Regions from separate parts of the Sus scrofa genome. Here regions 1, 2 and 3 are each linked to region 4. Evidence: chromatin contacts called from public Hi-C and HiChIP or PLAC-seq data. All regions are on one chromosome and are shown on one strand. Each heading gives the region's core, a stretch centred on a gene start, on an enhancer-like site or on the middle of the called end of the contact. The rest is flanking DNA. Distances are from core to core; before and after follow the strand shown.

Region 1 (2,700 bases), core at 119-2,618, 110 kb before region 4:
AGACGCAGCTCGGATCTGGCATTGCTGTGGCTGTGGTTAGGCCAGCAGCCGCAACTCTGATTTGACCCCTAGCCTGGGAACTTCCATATGCAGCTCGGATCTGGCATTGCTGTGGCTGTGGTGTAGGCCAGCAGCCGCAACTCTGATTTGACCCCTAGCCTGGGAACTTCCATATGCTGCAGGCGCAGCCTTTAAAAAAAAAAAAAAATCAAATTCCTGAATACTTTTTCTGGTAGAAACTGTTTAATTATTATTAGAGGTAGAGCTAGATAGTTTCTATATTTGCTGAAAAAGAATTTCAAAAAACATTCAAGTACAAAAGCTTTAAATATAGACACTTTCTTCCTCATGCAGATGTTATGAGAAAAAGTACTATACATTATTTGTGTAGAACATATAGTATACATTTATAGAATATTTAGTGTACATAAACAGTTGTAATCACAATCATATAAAATTCTATGTAATGGTTTTATAGAGCTTCCTACAACTCCGCCTTATTTTTATTGCAAACAATTAAGAAGGCTGAAAAATACCTCCATCAATTTTAGAACAGAAGGTTTCTTTAAAGAGATTTGACAGGTGTCACTTTGGGGAGATCTGGAATCATTTGGAGACTGGATCCAGGTTTATTTGCTTTCATTGTTCCTTTTACAGGTTGCTGACTGACTTGTAGCAATTTCAGATATACTGGCTGGTCTGCCCTCCATTCTTCTTTCCACTCAGAAAGAAAAGCATCTTTTTCTGCCTTGGAGGAATAATTCTCTCTGCAGTGATGTTAAGCGATGCCTATTTCAAAATGCATGAATCAACTCTTATCTGAAATGAATTATTCATTCTCTGATTTCTCAATATCTTGTTGCTTCAGTGGCTTCAATCACAGTGAAACCAAAGGGCATGGCTGAATTAAAAACAGAATCAACAACGATCAGCCTTCCGATTTCACACGTTCTCTAAGCTCTACACATAGCTTTGTCGGAGAGGCCGAAGTCATTCCGAAAGCACTGATTTCTTCCTCCTTTAGTAGGCTACTTTAAATATTAAGTATTACTTGCGACTATAAATAAACAAGTCTCTTCTCTGCCTCACTCTTTTTACCTGAGGCCAAACTTTCCTTTCAGATTAATTCATTAGCCACCAGACAGTGGTGTATTATTTGATTACTGTGTAGTTCTGGACACTGTCCCATGGTCCACTCCCATTTTCTCCATCCCTGTTTTTTACTTCTAGTTCCAGTTTGCTATTTAGTCCTGTTCCTTCTCGTCCTGTCCTTCCGTGGCAAAGTGCCAGGGCTCTTGAGAAACTCCAGGAATGACCCGGCTGATCTGGAGCCAAAGGACTTGTCCCTTCTGCAGGGACTGCTGCAGGGGAAGGGACCAGGAGGGGTGAGGTTTACAGGTTGGAGGCCAGGAAAGCTTAAGCCGAGTGTGCACAACAGGAAGCCGAGTGACTGGTGTCAGCTGATTTGTTTGCTATCTATCCTTCCTAAGTGCCATTAAGTAATAAGATGGGTGTAATTGGCTGAGCACCCTAAATGCAAATGTCTGTAAGGTGAAGTGTTTTAAGTCAAGGACTGCTTGTGTTATGTGCTTACATTTATGTAAGTGTATTCCTTTTTCCACAATGCTTCAGGCAATTTCCAGTAAGAGCACATTACCCTGCTTACAAACAGGTGGCCCCTGTGTATTCCTGACATGGAGAGAAGTGGCTATGCTGTGACATGAAAATGTCTTGAAGAATGTGAAATTTTAAGGCTGATTTGAGATGTCTGATGCATGAATACACAATTAAGTTAATTAACACAGCTAAAGCCTTAAGTACACCATCCTAAACCTTGCGCTTATTACTCTTATAAGGTAATGAAGTATCACTCAAGCAGCAGCATTTAGCATGAAACTTTTTTTTTTAATTTTCACTTTTTCTGTTTGAAGAATTTGGCAGGTGTTGATAAAACTTTAAACGGACAAGATAATTCCCCAAAGGAAAGACTATTACTTTTTGGAAGTCCCTGTGCGACGTCCCAGTGAAAGCAAAGTATGAGGTGCTTTCCTCATTGACGGCTAAATATCCTTGTATTCGTTTTGTAAAAAAATGTTTGTACAGATTGGAGTAGCAAAATGCAAAGGAGTTAATTGCCCCAGTAAAATTTGGACACACTTGCTTTCTAGGGGTTGCTAGAATACAAATGTAACTATCAGCATTCATTATTTAGATTAATTGGTTTCCAAAACAACTGTGACAGTTATAAATAAAATTTAGAAACATTCAGTTAGGAAAATGGAAAATAAAAAGACAAAAATAAATGGAATTTAAATTGCTTCAGAAAGCATTTGTCTACGCAGGAATTTAAGAGGGAAAAAGAACCAGGCACCTTGTTTAGGGACTTTTGTGTATCAAAAATATTTCAATTCCAAGGATGATTTCCAAACTTACATTAAATCTAAAATAAAATCTGAATTGCTTTCCCATGGCAGGGCAAATAAAAAAGGTTTTTGCAACGGATTACTATTTTTTAAGGTACTATTAAGTATACAAAATGAGTAGAACTAATTCCTACAATAAGTCATGTTTTCTGGATACTGTGTCTAAGTAGAGAACAACACAGAATTATGATCTTTCCATTTCATGTGTCAAACAAGCTGGCCGATTACGTCACAAAATGTGGCAAAAATGGCTTCCCCCCGGTTGCCACTGATACTC
Region 2 (2,700 bases), core at 111-2,610, 85 kb before region 4:
TCAAAGTCTCTCTCCAAAGACAGCTCTGTCTCCAGAATATCAATCTGATCCAGGGTCAGTACAGTCCCTCAAAGTTCAAGAAGACATGATTAAAAAAAAAAAAAAAGAATTATATGTATAACAAGAGAGATGGGGAAGAAATAAAATGACATATGAATTGTGGTTATCTCTAGGTAGCAAAAAGAATCACAAATGATTTAAAGTTTTTACATATTCCCCAAATTCTTTATAATAACCTATGTAATTTTTTAATCAGAAAAAAGCAAAAACATGGCACAAATGAACCTATCTACAAAAGAGAAACAGAGTCACAGACATAGAGAACAGACTTGTGGTTACCAAAGGGGAGGGAACAGGGAGTGGGATCAGCTGGGAGTCTGGGGTTAGTGGATGACAACTATTCCATTTAGAACGGATAAGCAATGAGGTCCTACTGCACCGCACAGGGAGCTATATCCAATCTCCAGGGATAGAACATGATGGAAGATAACATGAGAAAGAGAATGTACGTATGTGAATGACTGGCTCACTATGCTGTACAGCAGAAACTGGCACAACACTGTAAATCAATACACTTAAAAAAAAAAAAAAGTGGGAGTTCCCATCGTGGCACAGTGGTTAACGAATCCACCAGGAACCATGAGGTTGCGGGTTCGATCCCTGCCCTTGCTCAGTGGGTTAATGATCCGGTGTTGCCGTGAGCTGTGGTGTAGGTTGCAGATGCGGCTCGGATCTAGTGTTGCTGTGGCTCTGGCGTAGGCCGATGGCTGCAGCTCCAATTCGACCCCTAGCCTGGGAACCTCCATATGCCGCAGGAGCGGCCCAAAGAAATAGCAAAATGACAAAAAAAAAAAAAAAAAAAAAAAAAAAAAAAAAAGCAATAAAGCATGTTGTGTAAAGACCAGAGCATATAAATATAACATTTAAAATACTGATTTGCATGGAAATTCTGATTTTTCCCTAGGATTGGATCAGGAACCTTCCCAGAACTACCCTAGGCATATAAAAACTAGTTTAGTTAACCTCTGAGTTATGAGTTTCTCTTGACATGGCTCCAGAACAAACTAGTGTTCACTTGGGTTATTCTTGAATGTGTTCTGAGACCATGAGACAAAGGTGCTGGACACTGAGTACACGGCTTCAGAGTCTGGCTCAGTGTTTTATTAAATGATCTTCCTCTCCTTTCTGCCATTTGCTCCTGTGGCCTGCTGCTCTTGAGAGAAGGCTTTCTTACTGTGCTCATCCTGCAAAATATCTAATACAATATCGCATGAGGGAGGAAGGTCAGATACGTTACGTATGTGGGCAGCATGCAATAATATTCAAAGAGTGGATAAACAAATAGCATTTCACGACAGTAACATTGTGTTTAAATAACTGCCACTGAGAGTTCATGGTAGGTAAATGTTTATTCTGAACAGGACAGTGAGAAGAGTAAAATGCCCATGGGTGTGGATTTGCTCCAATATTCTTTCTGTTCTTTTTACACCCATAAGAGTTAAGGCTACTATTTCATAAGAATGAAAGTCAATACATTATATAACCACAGGAGAAGCCACACCGAAATTATGTTCACCAGCTCATTGTTGATTTAAACTTTCAGAATGATGGCTACAAGTTGCCTCTTGCAGGTTCTACAGCTTGCAACAATCAAATGGGCACAGTTTCTTGAAAGCCCTTCCCTGCTTGGCTACTCTCCAAGCATACCCTCATTGTACTTTTTCGGATTCAGAATGCAGAAGCTTGCTTAGTTTTAAACTTTCCAGTTCCGAAGTTCCAATTTTCTACCCAATGCATTGTACAGTTTCCCTCCTTCTTTCCTTCTTTTTTTTGGTCTTACACCTAAGGCATATGGAAGTTCCCAGGCTAGGGGTCGATTGGAACTGCAGCTATGGGCCACAGCCACAGCCACAGCCACAGCAGATCTGAGCTGGTGACAACACTGGATCCTTCACCCACTGAGTGAGGCCACAGAGACTGTCAGGTTCTTAACCCGCTGAGCCATAATGGCAACTCCTGCATTTTACCATATACATTTCCAAAATCACAGGTACAAGTAAGCCAACCTCTTATCAAGCCCACACTTCCCATACTCACTGTGCAAGATGCTCCACTACCACACCCTGAGAAATGGGAGCCCTGATGCTCAGTCGTGGGGCTACATTTCACACAGGCTCCCTGCTACGGACTGACCACATTCCCCCCAAATTCAGATGTTGAAACTTAACCCTCAATGTGCCGGTATTTGGAGGTGGAGCCTGTAGGAGTTCATCAGGTCAAGAGGGTGGAGCCGTCCTGAATGGGATTAGTTAGTGCCCTTATAAAAGTGACCCCAGAGAGCTCTCTCACCTCCTCCCCCCGCCATGTGCAGATACAGCAAGAACACGGCCATCTGTGAACCAGAAAGCGTGTTCTCACCAGAAACCGAATCTGCTAATGACTTGATCTTCGACTTCCCAGCCTCCAGAACCGTGAGGAATAAATGTTGTTTACAAGCCATTCCATCTTTGGCATTGTTACAGCACCTGAACAGACTAAGACAGCTCTCTTCCTAGGCTTGGGCTGGTATCACAAAAGTGTGCAGCGAATGAACCAGGCCTCTTAGGAACAGGACGGGCTTGAAAAGAAAAGGCACACCAATCTTCCCAGTAGAGCATACCTCTTATTTTTATCCCACAGAGCTCAGGACTACGTATTTAA
Region 3 (2,700 bases), core at 180-2,679, 100 kb after region 4:
CAGGAGAGCCTATAGTATAACATGGTCTTAAGACTATTATCTATCCGCACCCCATGCTCCCAGAGCAGGGGTCCTCCACTGGGGGCAATTTTGCAACCCCCGCCCCCCCACCACCTGGGGATGTTTGGTTATATCTGCAGACATTTATTGCCCAGATCAGGGTGGGTGGGGTGAGAGGTGCTCTTGGTCTATAGTAGGCGGAGGCCAGGGATGCTGCTAAGCCTCCCATGTGGCTCAGAACAGCCCCTCCCCCCCCAACAAAGAGGGCTCCTGCCCAACATGTCAACACCGTCAAGGCCAAGAAACTTGGCTCCGAGGTCTCACTCCCTCTGGCATTCTCTCAAATGGGTCTTTCCCCTCCATGTCCAGCCATTCCCTTTGCCACGTGGCTTCCCTCTGTTTTCCGTTTTGTTCATTGACTGTCTCACACGTGTTCTCTGCTTCCCAGAGGGCAGGCCCCATTTCTCACGCTGCTCCTGCTGCCATCCTGCCACTCACTCGACTCGTGCGAGAAGCACGTGGGAGGGGCTCGGCCAGGACAGGTAGATACACCAAAGCAAAGATGCTTATGAAGGACAGCGCTTCCTACAGATGATTCAGTTACATTTTGCCTCTAGAGATAAAGGCTTATAGGTGATGAAAGGGGACTCTCCTCCTTTCAGCAACACGCAAGGATGGAAACACAAGCTCCCAGGCCCAAGTGCTCCTCCTTCCTCCTCCCTGAGGAATGAAGGGCTGGCCAGAGAACTCTTTCCCTCCCCCAGGCAGCCTCCGGGTTTTTCTCTTTCGGCCAGGAAAGGGGACTCTGGGAGCGCTCCCCCATGCTACGGCCTTAATGTCTGGCTGCTTCCTGGACCCCATGAGGTTTTATACCTTCTTTGTTCTTCCCAACCAAACCCTGTGGATTCAGCGAGAGGGTTAAAAGCTGAAACCAGGTTGGGGAAAGCAGACTCTTTGAGAGGGAACCTCGGTCTCCTAAGATTCCAAGAGCCGTGGGCTCCAAGAAGGGGAGGCTGCCCCCTGGCCTCATGGCTTAGATTTTATTGGCAGCGGCAGCTTTTTCTAGCTGGAAGATGACCCAGCCACGTGGCATGCAGGCCTCACCCGTTCCCTCATTCCTATATTCAGGGGATGAGCTGCTGTGTGCTGCATCTGCCTGGAATCTTCAGAGAAACCCAAGACAGAAGGACGTGTGAGGACCTGTCCTGTCAACAGTGCAAACACTGAGGAGGAACAGGGAAAAAAAACAATTTCAAGAGGGAAGCCGGAAGGACCTATTTCAAGGAAAACATTGGGAGAAGCAAACAGCTGCCTTTGGTGGCTTTTTAAAGCATCACTGCAAATGAAGTCTCTGTTACCTCCTCCCTGCCCTCTTTTTGTGTCCCACTTACACATACTTTTTTATTTTTAGTACGAGTCTATTTTGGTGTGTATGTTCTATTAGAGATTAGTATTTCTTTGACTATAGACCGCATGTAAGGGGTCAGGCATAGTTTGAGTACTTAGCTAATGGAAAATAAGGATGTTCTCTAGCACAAATAACCAACTAGCCACAAACCACTAATATTGGCTACAGAAATTCACAACACACCTGCATAACTTCAGCACCAAAGCGAATTCTAACCAACTCTTGTTCCTCTCTCCATACACAGAGAGGTCTGAAAGGTGGTTAAGAGATACTTGGTATGGGTACTGAGCTGGGCCACACAGTCGGCCTGCTGGCTTATTCTCCCAGGAGCAAAGTGACTACCTGGATACAAAGGGATCTTCTGTCCTCGCTTAATTACCGATAAGGCTTCTTTCAACAGCAAGAAGAAGACCTTCCAGAGAACAGCAGGACGTATAAGCAAAACCTCTGAAGTCATCCAAGCAACGCTGTTGATTCTCAGCTTATTTTTATTTACATCTTATTTACCAAGAAGCTAAGACCTCCCCCCCCCCCCAAGACACCAAAGGACAATACCTTTTACAATTCACATGCTGAGGCAAAAGGAGACAGGTCACCTCCCTCCAAGTGTCCCACCTTTCCCACTGCTGTACAAGTGTATGCTATTTCTATTAAAGCACCCCAGTGAGCCTCTGTTTTTAATTCTTAAGGCAAAAGTCACAGCTGGATCGCAGCGGAAGCTTACCTCCCACGTTAGTGCCAAGCGGCTCACAGCAACATTACTTAGTCCCATGACGATGGCAAAAAAGGAATTCAGATTTTTGTACTCCTTACAGCTGAAACACAAGAGGCACATGTTGGGAGAAAATGTCACTTTTGAGTGAGATAAAAAAAAAAATTAGGGTTCTATTTTCTGATGGTCATTAATATTCGTCAGGACTCTCTTACGAGAACAGGCAATGATAGATTTAATGCATTATAAAAGTTTCCACTTGGGTGACCGTGTTCTGCTGTTTGATTTCTCATCGCAGTTTTAGAAAGGTGATGGTATTGGCCGTCGGTGCAGGTTTTGAGAAGGAAATTTAAAGACACCGACCTGGGGGATTGTTACTGTAACCCCAAAGCGATAAAACCTTGTTGGACTTGGAAGGAAACATCTCAGGGGATCTGAAGAGAGGAAGCAAAATGTCCTTGGAGGCTTTCAGACTTCCAGCCTGAAACTGGACACCCCAGGCTCTGGCAGCCTGAGGGAACCAAGGAGATCACACTGAACTTCCACCTGCCATGCAAATGCTTCTAATTTGTTGAACAAA
Region 4 (2,700 bases), core at 176-2,675:
TTAAAACGCAGCCATCCCATATTTTTTGAAAAACAAAAAACGACATGAAATTTCATTGTGGAGATGGGCCTATCACAAAGAAGACATTAACGTCTTGAATCACTTGTTTACTTTCTGTCTAAATGTCTGTAGGTTTGGTCCCACTGAATTCTGGCTGTTCAACTGACATCAGGAAAGCATAAAACGGCTTTAGGGTTAAAATATGAATATACTTTAACAACCACCTTAGCTCAAAAATCATCGAATTAGTTCTGTAAGTTGATTCTAATACACTACCATTCATGAGAAGCTGCGTATTGTAATATCATTGGAATAGACCACTAAATGGTGCTGCTTTCATTATTAAAGAAACCAACAAAAATAGTAATTAAGTTTCCCCATAAACAGTGCTTATGCAAGACCCGGAGGCGCATCAGAAACATACATTTTCAGCAATCTAACAACGACTGCCCCATTTTGTAGGCAATTCGATGCCTTCCGACCAGTTTTGGATTAAAGTTTTCCTGCAAGCTGTCAGGAGCCGGCGAGGCGTGGCGGCCGCCTCAGCCTGCACCTCCGGGCCTGGTGCATGTCTCCAAGCCCAGGAACCGGGGAACGCCATCGGGTCGGCAAATGAGCCGCCCCCGCGCCCGCCGAAGGAACACGGGACACTTGAGGTGAGGGAGGGCACGAGGACCACGGTGCCCCGAGCAGAGCCGGCGCGGCCGCTCTCGGAGGGACGCGGGCTCCCGGCCGACCCACAGGAAAACTGAAGTTAGTGGGCTCGCCTCGCACGCAAGAACCTCTGCTGGGAAGCGGCCTGCGCCCTGCTCTGATTTGGGAGACGCTCGCCTCACCTCCGGAGAGACGCTCGGGTCACCCCCAGCGAGACTAGCGTCCCGGCGTCCGAAGGGCGCCCCACGCCCGCGCCGCGCTCCGGGGGCCGAGACCGCCCCGGACGCTCCCGCTGCGCCTTGCTCTTCCGGGCGTCAACTTCTGCGTGGGACCCGCGCAAAGTTCCCGATCTGCTCCCAGCCGCGCAACGCCGCGAGAGCAGGGGACGCCGGCTCCAGGTCGGGCAGGGGTGTCCGGTGGGGGCCCCGATCCCGACAAGGCCTGGGCCCGCGACGCCGGGACGATTCGCGATCGCGGCGGGCCTGCCCCGCACCCGCTCCCCCACAGCCTCCGGCCTGGTCCCCTACCTGGCTCCCGGGCCGGACGCGAGCAGCAGCCGGGGGCGCCGAGGCCCCGCACACGGCCAGGGCACGGGCGGCGACCGGGGTCGAGAGGACGGCGGCCGGCGCGGCTTCCACGCTTCCGCCCGAGTCAGGAGTTGAACATTCCGCCTCTCCGCCCGGCGCCAATGAGGGAGACAGTCACGGCAACAGCACCACCTACCTCCCAGCGAGGAAAGGCCGGGCCTTCCTGCCGGTGCCCCGCACACCCACCGGCCGGGCCGCAGAGCAGAGGCGCCCGAAAGCCAGCCGGGCGGGGGCGGGCGCTTGGGCTCCCCGGCTGCATCCTGAGGACACCTTGCTGCCGCCCTCAGATGGCACCCCTATCGTGGGGAAGCGGGGAGAGGGCTGTGCCTCTGCACCCCTTTATGTCTTCACATCTTTTTAACGACATAACACTCATATGTCTTCCCTCCACTCATCCTTAGCAACAAACATTTACCGTGAAAAGGGCGCTGGGATGCAAAAAGGTGGGAGGCTGCTTCGTGCCCAACGGAAGTTAATTATCTACTTGGGAAGGGGACCGACGTACAGATATTTCGGAGGAGATAGGGCTGAAGGCCGCCTTAGTAGAACCATCAAGATACCACGGAATTTTGAGAAGGGGTCATGGTCTGCTGCCCTGGTTGGTGACTTTAGCAAAGCCAAGTTCAGATGAGGAGACTAGACTCCATTCCAGGTATGAGCAAAAGTGGAAATCAGTACGAGGGCGGAGAAGTCATGGTCGAGTAGAGGATTTCTGGTTCTGTGGAGGAAACAGAAGAAGAGTTTGCAAAGGTATGGCCAGCGTGATCCAGGGCTTTGAGCTTGAATGTTACCATCTATGGACATTGGAGAACTGTGCAAAGTTGGGATCAAAGGGGTAAAATAGGCTTTTGTGATTTTTGTTTTAATGGTGATTTCCAGAGGCAGAATTCAGTCCAAGATGGCTGTAGGATGGGTTGCTAAGACAAAACTAGGAAGCATCATATTGTCACTACTTGGTCGTGGGATTGTGAGGGCTTGAATTGGCGTGCACAAAATAGAATTAGGAAAGAGGAAAGGGACTTGAGAGACATGCTTCAGGAAGAGGCCACGGAAATTGGTGAGCCACTAGATGTGGAAGAGAAGAAGAAAGTCAGAGATGATGCCAAGATTTTCAGACCTGAGTGACTGGAAGAATGATGGTGTCACTGACAGAAATAGAGATCGGTGGAGTAGGAACTGGCTTCCTGTTGAGTTTGAGGTCATGGGAGGAAAAACCGATAGAGATGCAGCAGTTGAAATAGGAAACTGATTCTGAAAAGAGCTCAGGAGGGAAATATAAAATTTGTAAATCGTTCATCTAGTTGAAGATATGGAAGTGGGGAGATGAGTGAATAGAGGTTTAAAAAAAAACATTTTCTAGTCTGTGATTCAGATTAATATTTGAATTTTCCCTTTGATAAGGACTAGGAATTTAGCATTCTTTTTGGGGAACTGATAAATTAGGATTGACAAAAATTGT

Evidence for each region. Hi-C and Micro-C count contacts between places; a contact is called where the count stands out from the background. HiChIP or PLAC-seq counts read pairs in DNA pulled down with a chosen protein or histone mark.
Region 1: a contact with region 4 is called in an H3K27ac HiChIP or PLAC-seq map of skeletal muscle. The contact joins the enhancer-like site here to the promoter of MAP3K20 in region 4. A contact is called at or near these places in 1 of 5 promoter capture datasets (skeletal muscle), 8 of 47 Hi-C or Micro-C datasets (liver, skeletal muscle and subcutaneous adipose tissue) and 2 of 2 datasets of contacts at active chromatin or transcription factors (alveolar macrophages and skeletal muscle).
Region 2: a Hi-C map of liver shows a contact between it and region 4, with 8 times the contacts expected there. The contact joins the enhancer-like site here to the promoter of MAP3K20 in region 4. A contact is called at or near these places in 1 of 5 promoter capture datasets (liver), 2 of 47 Hi-C or Micro-C datasets (embryonic fibroblasts and liver) and 1 of 2 datasets of contacts at active chromatin or transcription factors (skeletal muscle).
Region 3: an H3K27ac HiChIP or PLAC-seq map of skeletal muscle shows a contact between it and region 4. The contact joins the enhancer-like site here to the promoter of MAP3K20 in region 4. A contact is called at or near these places in 1 of 5 promoter capture datasets (skeletal muscle), 10 of 47 Hi-C or Micro-C datasets (brain, embryonic fibroblasts, fetal heart ventricle and 4 more) and 2 of 2 datasets of contacts at active chromatin or transcription factors (alveolar macrophages and skeletal muscle).

What each region holds. Positions count from the first base shown.
Region 1 is chr15:79,281,374-79,284,073 of Sscrofa11.1, reverse strand. The region is part of intron 4 of MAP3K20 (mitogen-activated protein kinase kinase kinase MLT); the gene reads right to left. Among named protein-coding and RNA genes, the nearest start is that of MAP3K20, 110 kb to the right of the region's middle. Within about 2 kb of position 1,368, at least 13 of the 83 cell types and tissues checked have an H3K27ac peak or open chromatin away from gene starts, as enhancers often do. A contact at or near this core is called in alveolar macrophages, liver and skeletal muscle, where this site is marked.
Region 2 is chr15:79,258,636-79,261,335 of Sscrofa11.1, reverse strand. The region is part of intron 2 of MAP3K20 (mitogen-activated protein kinase kinase kinase MLT); the gene reads right to left. Among named protein-coding and RNA genes, the nearest start is that of MAP3K20, 85 kb to the right of the region's middle. Within about 2 kb of position 1,360, at least 3 of the 83 cell types and tissues checked have an H3K27ac peak or open chromatin away from gene starts, as enhancers often do. A contact at or near this core is called in liver, where this site is marked.
Region 3 is chr15:79,069,345-79,072,044 of Sscrofa11.1, reverse strand. It overlaps RAPGEF4 (rap guanine nucleotide exchange factor 4), which reads right to left. Exons shown (of 31, transcript XM_021075197.1): 26 at 2,133-2,223. Among named protein-coding and RNA genes, the nearest start is that of MAP3K20, 100 kb to the left of the region's middle. Within about 2 kb of position 1,429, at least 8 of the 83 cell types and tissues checked have an H3K27ac peak or open chromatin away from gene starts, as enhancers often do. A contact at or near this core is called in skeletal muscle, where this site is marked.
Region 4 is chr15:79,173,238-79,175,937 of Sscrofa11.1, reverse strand. It overlaps MAP3K20 (mitogen-activated protein kinase kinase kinase MLT), which reads right to left and starts at 1,425. Exons shown (of 20, transcript XM_013990583.2): 1 at 1,182-1,425.